Regions from separate parts of the Mus musculus genome. Here region 2 is linked to region 1. The links are chromatin contacts, called in public Hi-C maps. All regions are on one chromosome and are shown on one strand. The core of a region is the stretch at or near the end of the contact, and the rest is flanking DNA. Distances in the headings are between cores, read along the strand shown. Region 1 overlaps Tenm4 (teneurin transmembrane protein 4). Region 2 overlaps Tenm4 (teneurin transmembrane protein 4).

Region 1 (5,549 bases), core at 638-3,137:
ATGCTGTGTAAGCTCCTTGCTGGCTCCCACTCTTGCTGCGCCTCTCTCTCAAGGAATAAATAAAGCTGGAGTGAGTGCCTTGTTTACAGGGTTGACTGATTAAAACCCAAGGCGCCCCTACCTAAAGAGTAGTAGTCTTTAGCTGCTAAGTGACAGTGGCTGTGAGGCTCAGTGTGGAGCCACCTTCCAGGAAGTACCTAGGACTGTAGAACAGTGTTCTTACTGCAGCCTTGAACAATCTCCCAAGCTCTCTCCCCTGGTATCTGAAAGCAGCACTGAGTTTGGCACCACCTACTCTGCCCAGCTTCAGTGCCTTCTCTCTGTGGGACCTTGATAAGCTACTTAATGTCTGCATGCCTTAGTTTCCCAGTTCATCAAATGGGAATAATATTGAGAAGTTGGCAGGGTTCTTAGCATGGTTATTGGGAAAGATCGTTTATGACAAGCATAGGAGTCCTTGTTACTGCTGAGTCAACATGAGAATTCCCAGAACCTGAAAAGTGATTTATTGACTTTTAGCTCTGTAGTGGATGGACTTGCCTGGCATTGCAAGGCTCTGAGTTCAATCCTCAGCACCACAGTAAGCAAGCAAACAAAAAAAAAAAAAAAAAAACAAAGAAGAAAGGACAGGAGTTTATTGAGGTATAGCTAAGTTCTGGCTTCCCTTTCCTTTCATTGATGATGGTTCCCCTCTGTGCTGTGGTTTTGTGAAGTGGCTTGGAGGGCCTGGCAAGACTCGGGAATTGCCAACACACGTCACTTGGTAGCTCTATGCATTCAAACACAGTCCTTAGAAATCTGTATTCACCCTCTTTTCAGTAATAAAATGGAAAATCGAAGTCTCTGTCTCCAAAAGGTTTGTGTGGCACTTGTATAGTATCTTTTGGTCAGTATCCTTTGTGACAATGGTGGCTTTTGGCACTGGCATATTTCTTCTTATTCCCCATCTGCTCAACTTCAGGTTTTGTGACCTGCTTCTGAAGCCCATTAGAGCACATCAGTAGTGGGAACATGTGGGGCTGGGGAGGCTCTGAGACTTAAGAGGGTTTGAAGATGCTCATTTTGCAAGGTTATACAAGCATAGCTCCAGGAGGACCTTGGATAATGATGGTACCTGTAGAAGGTGAAAGCCAGGGATATGTGGAGAAAGGTGAGCAGTTCACCCTGGTTCAGTATCAATTGTTCTTTTACTCCTTACACTCACAAAATCCTAAAGACTTTCTCTCTGCCTCTCTGAGTACCTACTCAGTGCTAGCTTTAGTTTCTAGTATCACTATAGGTCTCAACAGGCATTGCTAATGCCATCCCTGCAGTAGACTCACCTGAAATGTTCTTACCAAAGACCAGTTTCTTCTTTCCCCATAAATGTTCTCTGTCTCTCTGTCTGTCCCTGTCTCTATCTATCTATCTATCTATCTATCTATCTATCTATCTATCTGTCTGTCTGTCTGTCTGTCTGTCTGTCTGTCTGTCTCTCTGTCTGTCTCTCTGTCTGTCTCTGTGTGTGTGTGTGTGTGTAAGAGAGAGAGATGGGAGCCAGTGTGTGTGTGTGTGTGTGTGTGTGTGTGTGTGTGTGTGTATGTGTATGTGTGTGTGTGTGTGTGTGTGTGTGTAAGAGAGAGAGATGGGAGCCAGCAAAGCTATACAGCTAAGGGTGAGCAATGACACACAAGAGTAGAGCTTCATTAAATGTTCATTCCATCCCCTTTCCAAAGAAGCAGAAAGGATCCCATATTGGGTAATTTATGTATGAGGTGAGTGACCTAATTCACTAAATCCATGGGACTAGAATATGATAATCAAGGCTTTTTGCTCCACCCTCCGCCCTGCCACTGGCAAACTGGGGCATCTCAGTGGGAAAGTCAGCATTCTCCCTCCTCCTGTTCTGTTCCCTCCAACAGCTGCTTTCTGCCTGGTGGAAAAGGCCTTGCTTTGCCTGGAGCTGTCAGGATAAGCCTTTGGGCTACTTCTGCTCTTTTTTTTTTTTTTTGTTCTCTCCTGGGCTGTGCCCATTAACCAATCCTGCATAATCCCCTCAAATGTGCAAGGTCACTTCTGGATTCCCCAGGTAGAAGAGAGGATGTCTCATTTCTTTCAGCATGTCAAATGCACATCTCATGGTAGTAACCTTCCAAAGTTGTGCTGAAGACTTGTCATTGTGGAAGAGTCTGAAGGCTCTCAAGTTTGAAGGGTTTGGGATTTTCTTGTTGACAGTACAATTTGTTAAGAAGTCCTTGGCAGGCAAGATGACTTGCCTCAGTAAAAGTGCTTGCTACAAAAGCCTGATAACCTGATTATGAGTTTTGGAGTATATGTAGAAGGAGGTAACATGTTCTACAAGTTGTCCCCTGACCTCCACACATGTGCCATGGCATATATGTCTCTATCCAGTCATGTGCACACAGACAAGTAAATGCTAATACTGTTACTACTAATGATAAAAGTGAAGACATTATTCACTCCTTTGGATTAATTTTTCTGGAGATCATCTCAAATCTACGTCAAACTGGGAAACTGAATTGTACTACAGAGAGGCCCTTGACTGTCAGATGCAAGAGTGCTTTTCTGTAATCTCAGCAACTTGGTGTTCTGAGGCAGGAAGATCACACATTTAAGGTCAGCCTGGACAACATAGGAAGGTCTGTCCCAAAGAACAGACAAGACAAAATAACAAACAACACTTGTTTGTTACTTCTTGAGACTTGTTAAGTTACAGGTCCTCGGGATGGTAGAGATGACTCAGTGTACAAAGTGCATGTCACACAAGCAGGACAATCAGAGTGTGGATCCCTAGCACTTATATGAAAGCTGGCCACATTGTTTTGCTTCTATAACACGAGAACTGGAAGAGGCAGAGATAGGAGAATCCCAGAGGCTCCCTAACCAGCCTTAACCAAAATGGTGAGTCTCAGTGTCAATGCTAGACTGTCTCAAAAATAAGATGTCAGGAGATAGATAAAGACATCCATTGTCAATCAACTTCTGGGCTTTAAATATATATGTAGAGACACATGTCCTCATATGTCTGTGCACACTAGCATACACTACGCACAACCCCCTTGCCATAAACACAAACACAGATTCTTGTCCAGTGCATTGGAGAGTTGACCTGAGAGTGTGTTTCTGACAAGTTCCCCAGACATACAAATCCTGATGATGGAATCCCCTTCCTTGCCGAGCAGGGATCTCAAACTTGATCTTTCTCTTCCTCATCTCCCCATGTCTGTAAGTACCAGATGTGTATGCATCTGGACACCAGGATTGCTGTGGTGTCTGTCGTGACAGCTGCCGTGTGCCAGGCAACATAATAAACAGTGGCCATCATCAGCATACCAGGGACAAACTGCACTTACAGCCGGAACAGTGTGCTCTTCAGGCTCCCTTAACATCCTTAAATGCATTCAACTTTGTGACATATTGTGGAGGAGGGAGCAATTTTATTATTAAGGTATTACTTTAAAGATTTTACATATTTTTTTCATGTTTGGGAGCAGGAAATATAGTTGAATGATAGAGTGTTTGCCTAGCATGCATGAGACCATGGGTTTGATGTTCTGCACTACCGAAATTTTAAGAAATCATATTCTTATTCATGTGTTTCTCCTTGTGACAGCAGTAACCAGAACATTAAGGAGGCCTAAGGTAATCGCTAAGGGAATGTAAACAACACACGACCCTGTAGCTAAGCAAACACACTTGGTCTTTTCTGATATTGTTCTTCTTTACAACTGCTTGGAAAATGTTTTTAGATTTATTTATTTTTACTTTAGGTACTTGAGCACTTTGCTTGCACGTATCTATGTGTGCCACATGCATGGGGATCAGCTGAGGGCTTCAGACCCTTTGGAACTGGAGTTACAGTTGGCTGTGGCTCATCTCTGTGGCCCCTTGCCTGAAATTCTAATCTTCATCTACTCCTATTCTCCCCTGCCACATAGAGCAACTTAGATACATTACTTTCTGACTTTACTATTAAGATAATTTTCCATGCTGTTACATTTTTTTCTCCAGCATGCCGTTTAGATTTGTAATTTTCCATCATAAGGATGTGCCATTATTTATCTAATCACCCACTGCTGTTTCCAGTTCTCCACCACAGTAACTAACGCTGAGGTGCACATAACTGGGGGCTTTCCGTTTATTTCTTTCGCCTATTTTCTTTACTTGAAATTTCGAGGTCAAGGATGGTGTAGCACTTGAGAGCATTTGATGCATGCTGCTCATGGGACCACAGAAGCAAGAAGCCAACTTAGGTTCCCCCTAGACTGAAAGGAGCTTGATTGAAGGTGTTGTCATCATCTCTGTGTTAGATTGGGAGCTGCACCGTGGGTACCAGGGAATCTTGGGACAGTGTCACTGCACTCTGCCTCTGGACGTGTGTTCCAAACTGTGTCGTGCTAGGTGATCCAGCTGAACACAGACACATTTTCGTTCCTGAATTCCTGTGTAAGTGAGCAAGCAAAATAGAGAAGAAAGTTGCTTGTGGGGTCTCCCAAACTCTAGCTTCAAGTGTCTAACCACCTCTTTGATGTTTCTCTTGAACGTCTTATGGCTAACTTGAACTTTATGCATCTCAAACTTGAATTTTATGTGCCTTTTTATCAAATCGTTTTCTGTCAGTAGTCTTTGGCCTATCATGGCCAATGGGAACTACATCCTCTGCTTCATAGGACCCAAACATTGGAGTTGCCTTTAGTGCATGGTTTTTGTTGTTGTTTGTTTGTTTGTTTCCATGTCTGCATACAGAGCCATCGGGATATCTTAAGATGGTTCACCTTCAAAATAGACCCAGAAACTGACATATTTCATTATTATCTTTGCTGCTACCATCTGGGTCCATGTTCATCTTCTCTCATTCAGATAGTGGTTTCTTCTTGTCTTGGGTTCCTTGTCAGTCCTTGATCCCTTGCAGTTTCCAGTCATCGTAGCAGCTAAAATGATCCTCTTGTTATATCTACATTAGATCCTGTATTAAAATGTAACTCTGATCTGTCCCTTCCCTGCTCAGAGCTCAGCAAGGGACCCTTGCTTGCCTCAGGGCAATGGTCAATATAGCTCCAAAGCCTCCAAAGCCCTCTCACCAGGCTTCCCACCCATCTCCTGCTCAGATCACTCTCTCCCTCACTGTGTAGGACATCAGGCCTGGGTTTGTTTGTTGTTGTTGTTGTTGTTTGTTTGTTTGTTTGTTTGGTTTGATTTTTTTGTTTTTTGTTTGTTTGTTTGTTTGTTTTTTCGAGACAGGGTTTCTCTGTATAGCCCTGGCTGTCCTGGAACTCACTTTGTAGACCAGGCTGGCCTCGAACTCAGAAATCTGCCTGCCTCTGCCTCCCGAGTGCTGGGATTAAAGGCGTGTGCCACCACACCCGGCTCATCAGGCCCATTCTTGCTTCAAGGCTGTCCCTCTGCCTGGGATGCTTTCCCCTTTATATCCCCATGGGTAACTGCCCACTTCCCCGTCTCTGCTCTAATAGCGTCTTCTTGCCAAGCCTTAGTCTGACAATCCTGTTGCAATAAGAACCCTGCATCCATGCCTGCTCTACTGTTCCATG
Region 2 (5,539 bases), core at 1,089-3,588, 79 kb after region 1:
ACACACCCATCCAACAATAGTTATTAAGTGGAAGCTCTGGGCCAGACATGATCCTCAGCCTGGTTGAAGACCCGTTTAATTCCTCGTGGGAGCTGAGATGTCCCACAACAGAAAAGTAAAAACACTAAAAACAGCATGTCTGTGAGCATAGCTGAGAGCTATGTGAGATGCTCAAGGTGTCACCTGGTGATTTGTGCCACTGAGTGACCCAACCCTATAGACCCGGCCATGGCACCAAAGGGTACCAGCCTTGGGGAGCTGCCTTGCTTTACTTTTCACCTTCACCAAATGGCCCCAGTTGACTGGCCTTCAGCATCTTTTTCTTGCCTGGGTACCAGGACAAAAGTTCATTAGTGATGGTAATAATACTAGCAGTTTTTCAGATAGTGTGGGAACTAATCAAAGCAGACATGGGACATATGACGTTCTGTTTGTTTTTTTGTTTTGTTTTGTTTTGTTTTGTTTTTTCCTGTCAGAGTAACTATGCAACCTCTTCAAGCCAAATGCATTTTAGTATGCACCCGTTTTGTTTTGTTTTGTTTTGTTTTGTTTTGTTTTGTTTTGTTTTGTTTTGAGACAGGGTTTCTTTGTGTAACCCTGGCTGTCCTGGAACTCACTTTGTAGACCAGGCTGGCCTCAAACTCAGAAATCCCCTGCCTCTGCCTCCCAAGTGCTGGGATTAAAGGTGTGCACCACCACCGCCCGGCTTATGCATCCTTTCCAAAAGAGAAATCAAGGGCCTTTGAATCAAGTGCTTACATCTAAGTACCCAGCTACCTACTTCACATCGATAGGTAAACATGGTGTGTTTTGGTGTTTCTAAGGAACTATCTGATTAAAAAAAACCAATATCCTCATTTTACAGGTGAGAAACTTAGACTCTGACTGCATGTCAAAGCTCAACCTCTGGAGTCAGCAGACATGGGTGTGGGACTAAGTTCTAACTTCTATTTATGAAACCCCAGGCTGTGTGCCCTTTCTCTTCCCTGTGCCTATGTATGCTCATCTGTAGAACAGGATGCCTGATTCAGCTAGCTGCTACAGAAACTGACTATCATGATTGCATAGTGTCCAAAGCCAGACAGAGAAGAAAGACTAAGTCAACTGATCCTCTACATCTGGGGCCAGTAGCAAAAATCCATGATTCCCTTGTCCGTAGGCATTCACACTAAAGACGGGTCACGGTGAAGCAAGCTTTAGTTATGCTCATGTGAGGAGCTAGAAGGGCCAAGGCCTCATGAGTCCGAGAGTAAAGCCACCAAACCACTGAGACACACTCTGAATGGCAAGGACAATGAAGCAGGTGGAGCCTAATCCTCAGACACTGCACAAACAACCCCAAAAGCCCAGGTCAGACCAAGGACAGGAAGGGAAGGATCACTTTGTACAGTGCTTCAGGGCTAGAGGGGGGAGGCAGGGAGAGAAGTGTTGTAGCAGGATGGGAAGGGCTGAGGATAATCCCGAGGTGGAATTCATATGACTCTAAACTGGCATTCTGGCCCTGGAGATGGGTCCCAGAGCACAGCTGTTCAGCTGTTTAGGGATTTGCAATTTCCCAGAGATCTGTGACTAACCTCGCTCCGAGAGAGACTGGGTTCGGTGACTTGGAGTGCAGCCTGCACACTGGAATCTAAGTGTTCTTCAAGTGGTTCTTGTTATGGAGTGAGGGCTCAGAGTCCCCAGCCTTGATGCTTGTCTTGGGGCCCCAAAGCTTGCAACTACCAGTCATGCAAGGGTCTTAGAGAAAGGTCAGACATCTGTGGATTCCCATTTCCATTGCTTTCCAGCCACCCACAGCCACTCCCTATTCCCTCTCTCTGTATCTCTTCCTATCCTTCCAATCCTGCTCCCAAATCCTACATCATCCTGTGCCTTTGGCCAGGAGGCCTTGACTCCATATTCCTCCAGTTTCCTCCTCCATGAGGTATTCTGTCCTTTATATCATTGCTCAGCCTCTACAAAATGTCTCAAAGCTCCTCTCACCATGGGATATTAAAGCTGCATGCTCCTTTGATGATCACAGGTTAACCCAAAGGTTCTGAGCTTTCCCATCTGTAAATGGAAGGACTGGATCTGCCTAGCAACACTGTAGTAAGATGAAGTGTGTGTGTGTGTGTGTGTGTGTGTGTGTGTGTGTGTGTGTGTAGTGAAGGCTTTAGGCACTCCTGGTATCCAGAAGGACCTTGAGAACATCAGCTGTGCCAGGACACAGAAGGAAAGTGGGTGTGACCAGGTGAGAATGTCATGATGAGGGGACCGTGGCTGTAAGTGGTGGGATAATGAGTGTCAAGGCTTTAATGTGGTGACAGAAGAAGCAACTGTGTATGCTGTGACAGCTGCAAAGGGAGTCCACTGTGCCGTGTGACATTCCATTTAAGGAATGCTGACATTCCACCCTGGCTCAGTCTAGCCATCCTCAAGAGTATCATGTTCTACTGGGTAGGGTGTGTGAGTGTGTATGTGTGTGTGTGTGTGTGTGTGTGTGTGTGTGTGTGTGTCTGGCCAACAGGACCTGGGGGTCCCTGACGCTCTCAGTTGTCTTTATTGCTTTCTCCAGACCAGCCCCTCAGACTCTAACAGAAGAGTGCCCCCCACCCACCAGTACCCTCATCCCCTGACTCTACTTCCGGGAGCTCCTGAGCCTCAGAGCAGAGGATCAAGGCTGGTGATGGAGAACAGAGCCCGATGCCCATTTATTGGAAGCCATTTTCCTCCTCAATATCTTCAGGAGAGGTGGACCGGCAAAGCGACATTCCCGCAGAAATAATTTTTCAATTTCTTATAATAGGACATAAAAGTCGGCCCGGGGAAATTGATTCCGTTCGGTGCTCCCTTTGTAGGACACTTTATCTTCCATTGCGGCCTCTGAATTTCAGCAATTTCTAAAGCCTGAGGAAGTCTCGCTTAATATTTTTTTTCTTTTTTGCCACCCTGGCAGAAGGCTTTTGTAGCTCAGCTGAATGTCTCTGCTGACCTGTCACTTCCTCACACTGTGGCCTGTGGGCCTGCCTCAGGTCTGAAGAGGTCACCCCACCTCCATCCCACACCCCCACCCGCCCCCCCAACCTGGTAGCAGATTGCTGCCTCCCCAAAGTTTTCCTCCAATGTAATTTAGTCTCAGCCTTTGCTCCTCCCTCCCATCTCTTGCCCCTCCCTTTTTCTTCCTCTTTTGATATTGACTTAGCCTAGGTTTTGCCTTTGCCCACGCTTTCATTTCTCTTTCTTGTCTTGTGACTCTGTCCCTAGGTTGCAGTTACTATTTAATAACTGTGGGACCTAGCAGCTGACCTAATCTTTCTGTATCTCAGCTTCTTAGTCTATAAGATGGGAATTAATAACACATACGTCAATGATGTGAGGGTTCCACATTACATATTCAATGAGCCCTAGGAAGGGAGGAGTGTACTCAAGGGGGAGGGAAGAGTGTACTCAGCGGGGGGGGGGGGGAGGGAGGAGTGTACTCAGGTGGGGAGGGAAGAGTGTACTGGGGAGAGGGAGGAGTATACTCAGGGGCTGAGAACAAGTGCTTGGCCTGTGGTCCTAGACAGGAGTCCCTGAACTTGGCCCTGGCCCCTGGAAGGAGCCATGCTGTTTTCAGTATACTAGGGTGATTCACAAAGGCATAGTGCTCATCATTTTGAAGGATTTTTTCTTCCTGATGTATTATCGAGTTTGGGCTCTATGACAGTGCTTGGCTGAAGAAGGAATAGGCTCCTGTCCTGTTTATAGATGAGCGGCTGAAGCCTTGGCCACACTTAGGCCAGGGAGGCATGTACACAGACACCTGCGTCAAGTGGGCACTGAGCCTGATCTTCCTTATCCCCTGCATCTGGAGAATAATATCATCAATAGTTAGGCCTACCCACCTCTCTCCTACATACTCTGGGAAAAAATAGAATAAGATCTTTCTCCGCTCTGTTGCCATGCTGGGGGGTGGGGGTGAGACTTGAGAGAGGGTCTAGAGCCTTAGGTCTGTGGAGAGATCCTCTTCAGAGTCCCTGACTTGTACACCAGCTTTGCTCTACAGCTAACTTAAGTGTTCCGACATGCACAGTCAGATGTGACTCAGCCGGCTAGTGTTCTTCTGCAGAGCTCCAGGAGGAAGCTACATGGCAAGTGTTACTTCCCGAGGTCCAGCTGGGACTCGAACCCAGGTCTGGGCTAAGATTTCAGGCATCTTGGATGTAGGGAAGCTAAGTGTGCCAAGCCAAATTTCATTGAGCAAGTTTAGAATTCACCAGGCCACATTCCAGGATTTTTTTTTTAAGGCTGCATGCTTTATTTGAGATAGTTTAGATTGCTTCCATGTGAATTTAAGGCTAGGGCCAGAGACTTTGGAAAAAGAAGTCAGTAGGTAGAAGTTGCCTTTCTACCAGTGCAGCTGCCTCTGAGGAGAGGGAAGGGCTGGCTGCAAATCCCTTCGGGTTTTTGGTCAGGCAACCAAATCTCTTGCTGGGGATGCTATGAAGGGAATTCCACCTCCTGCCATCTGGGTGGCAGTCAGAGGCCATCCCATTCCAAGGATTAGATAACCCTCTTATATGCAGGCACTGACCGGGAGCTGAACTCAAGCTGATAGCAGCTGTTGTTCACAAGTAAAAATTTCCCTCAAAAGAACCTGGACTCTCAAATGTAGTGGCTATTTTTTTTTCTCTTTAGTCTGTGGTTGAGGGTGTGGGAACTTCTATTAATCTTATTATGGTCAGAAAGTCCTGCATCTGATAAATGGATTCAGTCATTCATTCCACACACATCTTTAAGCATCTGCTCTGGGCAAGCCCTGTTTTGTACTATAGGAATGCAGAAGAAAACACAAGATGGCACCCCCTAGCCCAACCCCCACTCCAGCCCCCGAGACACACACACACACACACACACACACACACACACACACACACACACTTCGCTTCCATCAGAATCCTAGTCTATGGAAGGGACATTTGGGAGGCAGGTTATCACAGTTTATCTGTCATATCATATCATTTCCTTCCGAGACTCAGTGGGTCCTTAGCAATTACTCAGAGTCAGACAAGCAAGGAGGAGGAGAGAAGATCCTTCATGTTGGGTTGGCTACAGATGGAGCTGTGAGAGCCTGTTGGTTCTTGTGCTTATCACCTCTGGAATGAGGGTAACAGTTATCTACTCTGATCTTGTCCTGCACAGGATCTTGGGTGTCACAGAACACTCACCTACCTACTCAAGCTACAGTAGAAAGAGGAAGGCCTGTAGTGCCACAGTGGGGGAATCCAAAGACAAGAACCCTATTGCAGCAGAGCTTAACAGAGAGCCTGGAAAGGGCTGTAGGGCACTGAGGTATCTGTGGGTCTTTCTCTTTGTGTGGCTACTCTGTTCTACCCTCTGCTCACCTACCTCCAAAAAGCTCACAGGCCCACAGAGCTTTAAATTGTATTCTCTGATCTTCTCAATACCCTACCAACCCTTGGTACCCCTCTGTTACAAACCATTGCCTCTAGCCCCCAAATTAAGGTCCCACGCATCAGAGGAGGAGCCTAATCAAGACAAACCAAGGCTCCTGAAC

The links. Hi-C and Micro-C count contacts between places; a contact is called where the count stands out from the background.
Region 2: a Hi-C map of muscle stem cells shows a contact between it and region 1, with 1.9 times the contacts expected there. The contact joins two enhancer-like sites. A contact is called at or near these places in 7 of 484 Hi-C or Micro-C datasets (cerebral cortex, embryonic stem cells, forebrain neurons and 4 more), 7 of 115 datasets of contacts at active chromatin or transcription factors (craniofacial prominence, embryonic forebrain, embryonic midbrain and 3 more) and 2 of 9 other capture datasets (adipose tissue and embryonic stem cells).

Annotation. Positions count from the first base shown.
Region 1 is chr7:96,220,899-96,226,447 of GRCm38.p6, forward strand. The region is part of intron 1 of Tenm4 (teneurin transmembrane protein 4); the gene reads left to right. Among named protein-coding and RNA genes, the nearest start is that of Mir708, 26 kb to the right of the region's middle. Within about 2 kb of position 1,888, at least 4 of the 459 cell types and tissues checked have an H3K27ac peak or open chromatin away from gene starts, as enhancers often do. A contact at or near this core is called in muscle stem cells, where this site is marked.
Region 2 is chr7:96,299,678-96,305,216 of GRCm38.p6, forward strand. All of the region lies in intron 1 of Tenm4 (teneurin transmembrane protein 4), which reads left to right. Among named protein-coding and RNA genes, the nearest start is that of Mir6394, 3.2 kb to the right of the region's middle. Within about 2 kb of position 2,339, at least 18 of the 459 cell types and tissues checked have an H3K27ac peak or open chromatin away from gene starts, as enhancers often do. A contact at or near this core is called in muscle stem cells, where this site is marked.